Regions from separate parts of the Mus musculus genome. Here region 1 is linked to region 2. Evidence: chromatin contacts called from public HiChIP or PLAC-seq data. All regions are on one chromosome and are shown on one strand. Each heading gives the region's core, a stretch centred on a gene start, on an enhancer-like site or on the middle of the called end of the contact. The rest is flanking DNA. Distances are from core to core; before and after follow the strand shown.

Evidence for each region. HiChIP or PLAC-seq counts read pairs in DNA pulled down with a chosen protein or histone mark.
Region 1: an H3K4me3 HiChIP or PLAC-seq map of embryonic forebrain shows a contact between it and region 2, with 5 times the contacts expected there. The contact joins the enhancer-like site here to the promoter of Egfem1 in region 2. A contact is called at or near these places in 9 of 39 promoter capture datasets (the 3T3-L1 cell line, the C10 cell line, the HPC-7 cell line and 6 more) and 2 of 115 datasets of contacts at active chromatin or transcription factors (SST interneurons and embryonic forebrain).

What each region holds. Positions count from the first base shown.
Region 1 is chr3:29,684,647-29,690,819 of GRCm38.p6, reverse strand. It overlaps Egfem1 (EGF-like and EMI domain containing 1), which reads right to left. Exons shown (of 15, transcript NM_029412.2): 13 at 4,024-4,152; 14 at 625-759; 15 at 1-427. The coding sequence ends at 408. The region is part of intron 3 of Gm42197 (a long non-coding RNA gene); the gene reads left to right. Among named protein-coding and RNA genes, the nearest start is that of Gm42197, 8.3 kb to the left of the region's middle. Within about 2 kb of position 1,294, at least 19 of the 459 cell types and tissues checked have an H3K27ac peak or open chromatin away from gene starts, as enhancers often do. A contact at or near this core is called in SST interneurons and embryonic forebrain, where this site is marked.
Region 2 is chr3:29,078,475-29,084,865 of GRCm38.p6, reverse strand. It overlaps Egfem1 (EGF-like and EMI domain containing 1), which reads right to left and starts at 2,335. Exons shown (of 15, transcript NM_029412.2): 1 at 1,928-2,335. The coding sequence starts at 2,016.

The sequences.
Region 1 (6,173 bases), core at 45-2,544, 610 kb before region 2:
GTCAGTGACATGGTAACAAGACACCAAAACCATAAACAAGTACTCAAGGGCTTTACAAGCCAGGGATGGCTTGCTGACAGGTTGAAATACCATTTCCCCAAATTCCACACACAGCTGCACATGTATCTCTACGTGTTTCTTACTACTGGGACCATAGTTTTCTGCTTGGAGATTTATCTAAAATTACGTGATATCTAGGTACTTGAAAAGTGACAGTACGGGTATCCATCCTTAAGTTCTTGGTATTAAGAAACCATAAATAAATTTGTTTGGATGATTGAGTTTTAGACAGAAAAAGGAATGTCCTTCATGCTGGAGGAGAGCGTGTCTTTGATTGATGAGTCAATGTTATTGAGCTGTAATTGTTTCCAGATATAATTTAAAGATGTGCCATCTTCTTCCTCTGCTCAGGCTGGCAAGGGCAATTCTGAGAGCAGAGGCCAAGAAGACAAGGTTAAATAATTGTATTGCACTCATGCCTCGGTTTCCTCACCTCCAACAGGAGATCAATAAAGCCTCCCCATCATCCACTGGTGTGGACTAACTAATTAATGACCAAATAGTGCTGAACAAAGGCTGATGATTTTTATTCAAGAAACATAAAAATCCATCATCGGATTGTACCTTCCTGGCATCTGTTGCCTTGGTAACCAGATTTGCAGGTGCAACTACCATTTTTGGCACTGCATTCCAGGGTGTTCTCTTCCACACACTGACATTCCAAAGAACAGCTAGCTCCATAGGCTCCCCTGGGACAGCCTGCAAGCAGATTGAAGCAAACCGGTCACCTGAAAACCATGCTTTGTTTATTTGAAATTGTTAGTGCATAGGCATGACATTCTTTGCAGCCTGGTTATAAAGAGAATAAGGGGATCATCATGACTGCCAAAAAAAATGAGGGAACAAATGTCTTTCAAATCAGGCAATTCATTTGCTTTTTGGCAACTGGACATGAACAGCGAAGCCTGAATTACTTAAAAAGCTGCACTGATGCTGGGAGAGCGACTGCCTCTCAAAAGTGCTTATTGCTGCCTGGACTTAATATTCTCCAAGGACTGCTTTGGCTGCCAGATCCCCTCATCATCCCACTGCAGCCTGGAGATGATGGACAAGCACTTATGTGAAGGTTGGCCATTGTCCTTACTCCCCCTCATTATATGGTAATCGGAAATAATTTTACATCGCACAGATTACACAAAGCTTCCATTGTGACAGCGATATTATCTTACCCACTTCTGTGGCAAGAGCTGCTTGCCCTGCCTTCTTTATCCTCCCCAGGCCATTGAGTTTTAGAGATGATGCAATGAGGACTGAAATTCTAACTTGTAAACAGCCTGCCCTTGTGTCTAGGAGAGTATACCACACTTCATATGCTCCCTTGCTTCCTCCTTCAAAACCTTTCTTCTTAATTCTTGAAACAGCTCAATTCCCTTTCCAAAACATATCGCTGACAATTACTTTGTTTCCCCATTATCAATATTCAAGAGTCTTCTTAAATGAAGTGTGCTTTAAGATGCACCTGGGCTTATAGTAATCATTTGGTGTATTCTGATAGGCTTTGCCCTGTAATGTTGTCTGCAGAAAATGAAATGAGTGGTGGGGCTCCCCTGGAGATGGAAAGTGACATAGTAGAGTCCATTCAATGTGGTGATTGTAATGGCTCGAAACAAATCCCAGTTCTGGTTACCAGGGACAGTGAGAATAATCTTTAAAGCCGAACAGACAATCAACAGGGTCCTGTGGACTCTTCAAAATCTGTTCCAGCTGATAACAAGTGATCTTTTTATGACCTTCAAGTTCTATGAACAGCATCAGACTTCCCAAGTCTGTGATCTGTCTTGTTCTAGACTTGTCTTTTTGTTTTAGAATACTTGCTTAGAAACTGGTTTAAAGAAAAAGAGTAGAAAGAATCTCTGTAGGTAATTCAATATCTGCTCAGGGCTTGTTAGGCATCGAGATAAAACACCCAACACTCTATATTTTGAAGTCCTAATTCTCAGGACTTCCTTCCTGTATACATCATGGATATAATTTGTTAAGATGAGGTTGTTTTGAGATAGATGCATTTCTAACCTAATCCACATAACGAACTTACAAACTGACAGATTTGTCCAGAGTGCTGGTTGTGGTGAAAGCACCAATGATGGACACTACAATGCCACAGAAGGAGACAATAGTCCTGGGACAAGTCTAACATCATTAGAGGAGAAGAAAATGATTGACACCTTGAAACTGAACTCTATGCTTACTGAACTGTCAGGCATTGGATTTCTATTATAAGGCACTCAGTTTTCAGTACTTTGTGTGGCTAGAAAAAATAATGATTAATTATAGGACTTGAGGTCCTCAGGTCTAGTCAAATGACATCCATGAGTAAATCTAGAAGAACTAGGGTGTGCATACTCTTCATAAAGAGGGTAACATTCAAGATATTAACAGACATCACCACCATCATCACCACGATCAGCAGTACCCAGTTACAACCTCCAGCAGTAGCGTTACTACCAACACCACAAACAACAAACATGTTTGGTGGTTTTCTTCCAAGTCTTTACTCTTCACAGCTGGGGGGTGAATTTAAATATGTGAGCCTGGAATTCAGATATTAGAGTGTCAATTTTGTTGCTGAATAATGAGCCTCCCAAACTCTTTGACCAGTTGTACTGACTTAATTTTTGTGCTCAAACATCTGATATTGTCATATGAAATATTCAAAAGTTATTACTTCACATTGAATATATCTTGATACGTTTCAGGGCCAACAACAAAAATGATACTATCTTTGTTTCTAGGCTAGTTTTCCTCTCTAGGCATGATATTCTAGAACATACCATCTGTACCTCTACTATGTAGCTTTTGGTGGCTCTCTTCTTTCTCTTCTTTATTTAGCTACACCCAATCTTTTCTCATAATCTACACTCAGTTTACTATGAGGAATTAACTTAGTCTCTTATTGGTGTGGTCATAATTTAGTATGTTTATTTCCAGAGACATTGCTTTTTTTTACATATGCAAGTCCTATGAGCATTCAACTAAGGATAAACTATAAACTATAGGAGGTCATGTACCTTGATAACAGCAGTAGGAATGATAATATCTTCATCAAGTAGTTATCATGAACTCTTAATCTCTTTAGACAACACTATTTGAAGGTGGGAATTTAATAACATTATTAGATCAGGATGTAGTGTTTTTTATGTGTGATATTGGTGCTTTAGTAAGGAAGATTTAGAATAGATTTGCTTGTCCCCCTAAGAGGTGGATGCAGTGACTGGAAATATCTAGGAACCACTATCCTAAGGCATTATACTTGAGAAGTTCTGTAGAACCCCCAGGTTCTAGAATTAAATACATTTATTTTTATAACCTATCCACTTTATGATATTCTTTCATAGCAGGCTAATCAGCCCCAAGATACCAATGTTCACTAGGAGAAAGCTTCAGAGGACCCAGTCCCTCTGTAACAAGATGAGGGAAGACAACAGGGCAGGAGCAGGAAGGGTTATTTCAAGTTCACAGATCTTAGCTTCAAAGTTGGAGGAAGGTCTTTCAGTGTTACACCAGGAAAAAATTGTGAAAACTAGAGCTGAACTTACAAACTCAGATATTTTGGATAATCATGTCTTCTTACACGCATGTTCAGAATGCAAGCAGAAGGGCTATGCTGAATTTTAAGGGTAATAGTGTTTTGTACTAGACAAAGAGACATGGTCCAGGCTCCTCGCACTTAGCCCCTATAAAGTGTCAGGTGTTTACTGAAACAATCTTTAACAATTTATGCTTGATACCTAAACATATAAAATATGAAATAAAAAACATTTAAAATGTGGAAGTAGTTAAGTAGTTTTAATCATCAAAATACAGATTTTGTAATTTAAAGAGCTCAAAGAATAGAATTAAATATTTGTATAGTTGAGTAGATAAACTAAGTTTTTTTTTTCCTTTCAACCTTTGACTGAACTGTCCCCACACTATTCTAAGCCACTGCGCTTCACAAAGGGAACAATCACAGCTGCTACTTACTTAGGTGGCAGAATCTTCCATAGCGCCCTAGGTCACACATGCAGGCACCATATACCCTGTGGCAATGAACATTGTTAGCACAATGACATTTTCTTTTGCAGTTCTTCCCAAAGAACCCTTTCAGGCATCCTGCAGGGATGGAAGCAAAGTAAAGATTAACTCACAGGCAGAAACTGTTACAACTTTCCTTTATAAAATGTGAATCCTGAGTGCCCACCCCTATCTGAGGAGATATAGGCAGTGCATGGTTTAGTTGAGGGAGAGACAGTAACTCTCCTTTGGGGAGCTGGCCAACCCTCAGCTGATGACCACATGCTCATGTATATATAGGTGACACAGAATGAATGCATTGGAAGACATGAAGTTGGGAGGGAGGGAGGGAGGGAGGGAGGGAGGGAGGGAGGGAGGTGGGATATCCTGTGCGAGTTGCAGTGAGATTTTAGTGCTGGATAGATATGATCAATATACATTGCATACATGGATAAAAATAAAAATTAAACCTTTTTAATAGTCCTTTGAGAATTTCCTACAATGTGTGTTGTTTGTATTCACATCCTCTCTTGCAACTCTTCACAAATCTACCCTTCTATTCCACACACCCAATTTTGTAGGTTCTTTTTTTTTCCTTTCTTTTAAAAAGATCAAGTCCAATTTGTGATGCTCATGCATTCTTGGATGTGGCATCTACAACTGAACCTTAGTAGAACTACTAGAGTCCAGAACCTTTATAAGCATGATTCTCCTAGCAGTTGTCAATTTGTAATATTTCCTCCCTGGGGACAGGATTTCAGACCCACATTCTTTTTCCATGCTGAGATTATTTGTGGCTTGATCTTGTGCAAGTCTTGGACAAGCTGTCTCATTTACTGAGTTAATATGCACTGCTGCCTTGTGTCTGGAAGACTCTTTGTAGTCATCTACTATCCCTGGCTTTTAATTATTAAATATATAATATATCAAATATATCATATGATATATATTTTAAATTTATAATATATATTAATATACATATGAATATATATTAATATACATATGAATATATATTAATATACATATGAAGCTTAAGAAAATCCAGGTTTCAGTCACTAACTCATCTAGTAAAATGCTTATGGTACAAACATGAGGACTTGAGTTCATTATCAAAAATAGATTTTTGTATGTTTGAAGCCAACCTGGATTGTGTAATGAATTGTAGGCCAGTTAGGCCTAGAGTGAGAACCTTTCTAAAACAAAGCAAAACAAAAACCAAAACCCTATTGTTCAGGGTTGGTCTGATGCTGCTATGCATTCAAGTGCTAAACTCTGTACCAGAGGATCTGGTTGCCCAAAGATAAGTGAATTCCCATGTATACCAGCTTTTGTTGTGCAAACCTTGCTCCCCAATTTAAAATTATTGGCTGAATTGAGGTTACTACAATTACTGGAGAGAATAGAGGTAGTTGGGTTTTCAGTTACCTGGCTAGGGGTCACACGTAGGGACCAAGAGGGAAAAAGAAAAGGAGAGAAAGTAAACGAGGAAGAAGACAAAGGAACAGTAGCTCTCCATTAGATAAGATGGACCAGGAGCGCATGCCTGAGCAAAATGGAGCCGGAAGACAGGCTGGCAGAGCAGAAATTACCTGAGAAGACACAAACAGAAAGTGAGGAGCACAGCTGGGAAGTAGCCAGTCTATCATTAGAGAATCAGATTAGGGGTCATCCCCCAGTAATTGCACAAAAGCTAAATAAATAAATCTCATTCATTTGGAAGCAAGCAGGGATAGGTATAATTCAATTTATTTCACGCCTTGTCTTAAAAACCAAGGTGTACAGCAAACTAAGGACCGACACTGGATGTTGACTTCTGGTGTCCACACACACTTACATAATGGGTATTTGCAATACATACAGAATCATACAGACACACAGGGGGACAATATTTTCACTCTGGTTAGATGGAGGCTAATGAAGTATTTTTGTGTTGTTGTTTCGTTTTGTTTTTTGTTTTTGTAAATACACAGTAATGATTTGGCATCATCTGCTTGAAATCTTACTGTGACCTGTTGTAGTTCCTATCTCCACTCCAGTTGCCCACCCTTAATGGGTTACATTGGTGGACCCTGAGAGGGAGAACAAGGGGGAGTGGAGGTCTCTGGTGGCAAGCGAGCATG
Region 2 (6,391 bases), core at 1,086-3,585:
AGCCAGAAGGATGGCCCGCTTTCATTAAGGGTCATTACCTCATCTGAAGCCTGCTTTCTCTGGTCATAGACCTCAGAGGTCAATAATAATCTCAGGAAGAATTCTCTCACACTTACCAAATAGGCAGGTGCAGTGCCAGGGCCCAGTGCTCTGTACAGCTGTATTCCACATGCCAAGAATTACAAAGAAACCTGGCAATAGAACCTACAGTGGTTGCTAATAAGCAAACTCTAGCACCAGAGAGGACTGAATAGAAATATGACCGAATTTCCCCTACCAGAAAGTATTAAAAGTCATCAGAGTGACTTCAGCAATTCATTTGTAAACACATTTCAATTACATGTTTGAAGAATTTATATTTGGTTTAGTATCTGACTTCATCTCACCTGATATATAAATGAGCTACAGTTATTAAACAACACACACACACACACACACACATACACACACACACACACACACACACACACACACACACACAGAAATATCATCCTTCCAGGTCAAATCAACACTGAAAGAAGATAAACACTCTCTCATAAGAGTGGAGTGGAGTGTGTCTCCCTGCTGGGATTGTTCATCTTGCATGGGTGACTGAGACTACCTAGCAAGCAAGGCAAGTGGGGACCACATTAACAGAGCTAACACAAGTTTGCTCTAAACCAATGTATAAGATGTCTGCTTTCGACAGGCAGAGGTTACTCAGAGTGATGCTTCTGAGATAAACTGAAGAGTCTAAACTCACCTCTTCAAGGTAAGCAATGCAAATCTTATCAATTCCAGGGAAACCAAGAACTCCTTAAATGGCAAAGGTATCCACATCTAGCATCTGTGTAGTCATGAAGTTGTGAGATTCAATGACACTCTGGCCCTGTTCATAGTTAATGGCTTGTGCAGTGACCAGGTAGCAAACTGAATTTCACAAAGGGTAAAATATTGAGATGTAAAGTGGACCCCAAACAGTATTTATTTTTTTACATGAAAAAGCGAAGCTTTAGGTTATTTCTCTAAACCACTTTTCTATTGCATAATATTTGTATTTCAGAAAAGTGAAGAAGAGGATAAGATGTTCAAAAAGGCTTTGCTGTGTGCTCATAACTGCCCAAGAGCATGTCAGGAAAAGCAGAATTTGAGCTTCCCCGCCAGACTGTTAAAAGCTGGAGATCCTGGTGTAAAGCAAGATCTGGCAAAAACTTCTCCAGCCAGTGAAGGAGACCGGGCTATTAGACTTTCCAGGAACTTCTCCCAGCGCGCCACAGGGGACAGAAACTAGACATTTCCCAGCCATACCCATTTCTAATGCAGAAGGAATCCTCCTTGTACCCCTTCCTCCTAACTCTCCAACTAACCTAAGCTGCTGACACGTGCTTTTGCTGGCTCCTTGCCTCTCTCGTCAGACCTGTGAAATAATCCATTCTTCATCATACCTCACAAAAAACCACACTGGATTCTACACACACACACACACACACACACACACACACACACACTAAATGTCAAGATTTTCCCCATTCGACAAGATTTCAGGCAAACGCCTTGTAGAATGTGGCCAGTTACGCCCCAAACATGAAATTAAGTGAAACACATACAGGCGCATACAAACACTCAAACTCCGGGGCGAGAAGGGGGAGTGATGTCTGTCAGGTTCTTTGAAAAAAAAAATCAGGTTGAAAGCACTGGACCATTGGCAGTAGTTCTGCTGGGCGGTGGCGCTCCTGAGGTCTAGTATGTGTGATTACGTTCCCTCCCCAAACCGGTCAATGACATCCCCAAGTTCTTGTGTCTAGTGCCTGGTAGAACCCCAATCCCTCCACAGCTTCCCAGAGAGACCTAGTCTCTGCCTCTGCCACCGTTTTGCTCGGATAGGGCGGGGGCGCACGGACCGAAGCCGCTGTCCCCGCGCGTTCCGGAGCTGGCGAGCGCCACTTACATGCCGGGCTGGAGCTGTAGGGCGCTTCCTGGCGGCCAGTTGGCAGCGGCCCAGACGCAGAAACACCAGAAGCACAGTGGGGAGGTCATCTCGGTGATGGTGAGCCGGTGGGGCCACCGCCCCAACTGCGCGCGGTGCGCAGCTTGGGATCCTCAAGTCCGAAGCCCGCTCAGAAGTTAGGCTCGCCAAGCAGAAGTTGCTAGTGCCGGGCTCGCTCTCGAGGACCGCGACGTGCGTCTTGCTGCGGAGGGCACCGCAGCAGCTCGACCCCAGCAGACGACACCCGCAACAGCGCCCGTGCTAGCAGTGGCCGGCCAAACCAACCCCGGGCACTGTAGCCCAAGAGCTGCACAGCCCTGCACTGCCGGCGGCGACTGGAGACCAGTGAGACCAGCGGTCCTGCAGCCCCCCCCCCCCCCCCCCCGCAGTCCCGGTACCATGGCAACGCGCTCGCCGCCCTCTGGCCCCAGCCCCTCCGGAGCGCTTAAAGAGACAGCCCCCTTGGCCACCACGCGCTCCTTGGGCTGTCAGGCGGCCCCCACCCCCACGCCCTCTTCACCTCCTCTTCTCCAAGGGGCTCCGGGCGGTGGCTGGGGAAGCATCTAGCATGCTACATCATGTTCTTCCACCAATAATCCATACAACTCTACTCCCAACCTCTTCCTCCAAACCCTTTGAGCATCCTCCGCCCCAAGCTAGCAAAGATGCTTTCCTCCTCCAACACCAACCTGCTTAAAACCAACCAGCTGCGCATCTGCCACCAGCAGAGAGCAAAAGCAAGCTGACTTTTGATTCTTTCTCGCTCAGCTCCCTCCCACCTGGAGGCTGTGAAGACAGTCGGAGCACCGCTCTGAGGGAGGTAAGCTTGAAGTGAGAAAGGAACTGCAATTGACCGAGTCCAGTTTGCTGCCAAATCGACAGTTGCTGCACACATCGCTGGCGCATCCAGAAGTCCTGGATATTGAAAAGCGAGATAATCGCCCTCCGCTGTATTTGGCCACCATTTCACTCATTTTAGGCACCAAGAGTTTTAAGAGGCGCCAGCTCTTCTCCAAACCTAGACCCTCCTTTCCTTCAAACCAGGTCCCATGCCTAAAATCCGCAGAGCAACCTCCAGTTGCTAGCCCCCCAAGGCCCTTCCAGAAGGGGACAGCGTCTGCTCGAATCCAGAAGCTTCGGCTGTGGTGCTGGCCAGTGCTGCCAAAGATGCGCAGCCAAGAGCAGAGCAGAGCCATAGCCAGTAGCTTCTCAGGCCGGAGGCTATGCCTTTGCCTGGCGCCAGCTGCTGTCTGGAAGGCCACAAGCCTCTGGGAGTGTGTTTCGTGAAAATAAAAATCTATGGCGCGTCATGCCCTCCAACAAGGACAGCCTAGGCTCGGAAGCCATCATTTTCGGTTTAGCCCAGCAAAATGTGCAGCAATCTTCTGGGAGACAAACTTTTGCTTTTATTGCTAAACTTAGGAAAAGTGTCTCTCCCTCCAGTGACTTGTTCCTTGTCAAATACTTAAAGTGGTACTATCTGATTGCCTCACTCCTAGGAGCCCTAAAAGAATAGTTCTCAAAATATGTTTTAGGTTCTCTCTTGCCCCCCATGGTTGAATTAATCATCTACCCCTTAGTTTCAAATCAGTGTTCCTTTCCTTTCTTTCAGCTTTTCTGGAAGAACTGGAAGGATGCTGTGGAGGTTTCTTTGAAAAGGGGGGAGAGAGAGAGAGAGAGAGAGAGAGAGAGAGAGAGAGAGAGAGAGAGCATCAAGGCCCTCTGCTTTAGAGCCCTGACCTGCACTGGTCAATTTTGAGCTGGAGTACCTTCAGAATCTTCTATTTACCTTAGACTTGGCTTTTGCTGTATGCTCATTTCTTTTTATTTAAGTTAAAAGTGTATGTATACACATATGTCTTTTTTATTCGACATTAACTAAATGTACAACTAGTTATCTTTTGGCATATATTACAAAAAGATCAATTTAGAATTGATTGCACAAAAGAAATATTTATGTCCCCTGCCACAATTAGAAAAGAAGGATACATTCTTATTTTCTTTCTTAGGTGTAGTTCTGTATTCAACAGGCCCTGGGGACCTGAAGTCCACCCTCAGTGACCATGCTAGTGTTTGCTCCAGGCTGCCATGTGACTTTCTGATTAGTTCTTGGTATAGATTACTGCACCACACTGATAGCTGAAATTTCACTCTTCATTCTTCTAAGGTATCTGAATCTCTTGCTAGTCTTACCTGAAAGAAAAGAAAGAAAGAAAGAAAGAAAGAAAGAAAGAAAGAAAGAAAGAAAGAAAGAAAGAAAGAAAGAAAGAAAGGAAGAAGGGAAGAAAGGAAGAAAGAAAGAAAAAGAAAGGAGGAAAGAAAGTAAAAGAGAGAGAGAGGGGGGGAGAGAGAGAGAAAAGAAACAAGCTAATTGCTTAATCTTCCCTCTTTAATTTTTTAATTTCTCCTCTTCTGGGTCAATGTTAATGAATAGTTAAATGGTCCAGAACAAGCAGGGTCCTCTGCAGGTGAGAACACCAGAAAGTTACTTGCTAATACTTGGCAGCAGTATCTAGTGAACCATGTGTCCTGAGTGTATACAGTGTACATGTAGGTAAAAAGATAACCTCTGGCCCTTCTAAATCTACTTCTTATAACTTCAGGTTGTTTTAACACAGTTTTGATCTTAATTGTTGTAATGAAAATGTAGAGTATACCTAAAGATAGCAGGGTAGACTAACTGTCTCCTGAAGTCCCCTGTGAAGTGTTAAGCCTTTCTTTGCTTCTGGACAAAGTTTTGACTCTGTGAGGATGTGGGGATCTACAACTAATCCCACTCCCTTCTAGAATGCAAAAGAAAAAAAAAAAACACCTAAAACATCCCCTTTCTGTGTATTAAAGAAAGCTTTGCATAAATAATAGTACCCTACTTATTACAAAGTGAAATCTGAAGTAAGTCACAGTTGAAACTCACAAATATTTCAAAACCTGATGATAATGGGAAAAGACAGAAATATATGTACACCATCTGATTTGCATGACTGTAGTGAAGGGTAGCTTAGGTACGTAGGAAGTACATGAGTCCGTTGGAAATCCTGCTTTTGAACATTTTTTTCGTTCAGGTACATTAGTTTGAAAGCATATTTATTATAGATGAACATTGAAAGCACTTTGGATATGACAGACTAAATATGATTAGTGTACATCCCATAGAGTGAGGTTGATTCCAAGGTATTTGTTTATGGATATTAATCTAAACATCATTACAATATTACATAAGCTACATCACTACATGAGCTGGCCTAAGTATTCATATTTTTCCATGAACTGAATGAACCTGGTTTGACTTCAGCTCCCCTTTCCGTAGCACACCGATACATCTTAAAAGCAAGCAGCAAGGGGGTGCAGAAATAATGCAATTGGTGAGTTTCTTGGAGAGCCGGCAGGAGGACTGGAGATTGAGCCTCAGAACCCAAGTAACAAAGCAAAACCTGGTGATGATCATGGTCAACACTGGGGAGACTGAGACAGATGGCTCACCAGGCCAGCCAGCCTAGCCTGATTTGCAAGCTCCCAGTACCAGTGAGAGAGCCTTAAAACAACAACAATAACAACAACAAACAAACAAACAAACAAACAAAAACATGGTAGAAAGGTCTTGAGGAACACCTGATGGTAACTTCTCCCCTCCACATATGCACATATGTGTGTCCTCATCACCCACGAAAGAGAAGGCATGGATCTCAGCACATATGTATGCACACATATAGAAAATGACTGGTTATTGGTTTGATTGATGAGCAATAGGGAATCTCCCAGTTACAATCTTTCATATTAAAGCAACAATACGGCTCCCAGGTTTCAGGGTATTGTGATCACACAATTGAGGCTGGAAATAGAGAAAACCATTTGCCTTCATTGCCTAAAGTGGCAGGCATTATTGAATTAGCAAAGCAAGAGAATAAATTAGCTATGAAAAGTGCCCGTTTCAAAAAAAATAAAAGAAATTTAGTATTAATAATAACCCTTGCTCAGACACACACACAAAAAAAAGTTCATGAAAAAAATCTAAAATCATCACAAATTGAGTTCTTTTTATTTTTCTCAGCTATTTTTTTATACTGACAGACTAGATAGGATCTTAAAAACCAGGCCGCATATAGTTGACAAATGCTACCCCCAGAGAAGAGCTCAAAGCTTTGGAGGGGCTTTAGTGGCCATGCCTCATGACACTTCAGTTTTTGCATACCTGCATCAGAGGAGTACTAAATCAAGCTTCCTTCTTGTTGGGAAGAGGTGTGGATGCCAATTTCATGCTTTATGTATGCTTGTTGCAAAAAGGAGTGCTTACCTAAGAAGAAATAGATTCCAGCCAGATGTTCCCCGAATATTTCTCAGCTGCTGCTAAAGCTTCGCAGTCACCGAATACTTTATCTTCTCGTCTATCTTCTTCTAATTGAGAAACTGTTGATCCATGCAGTTCGA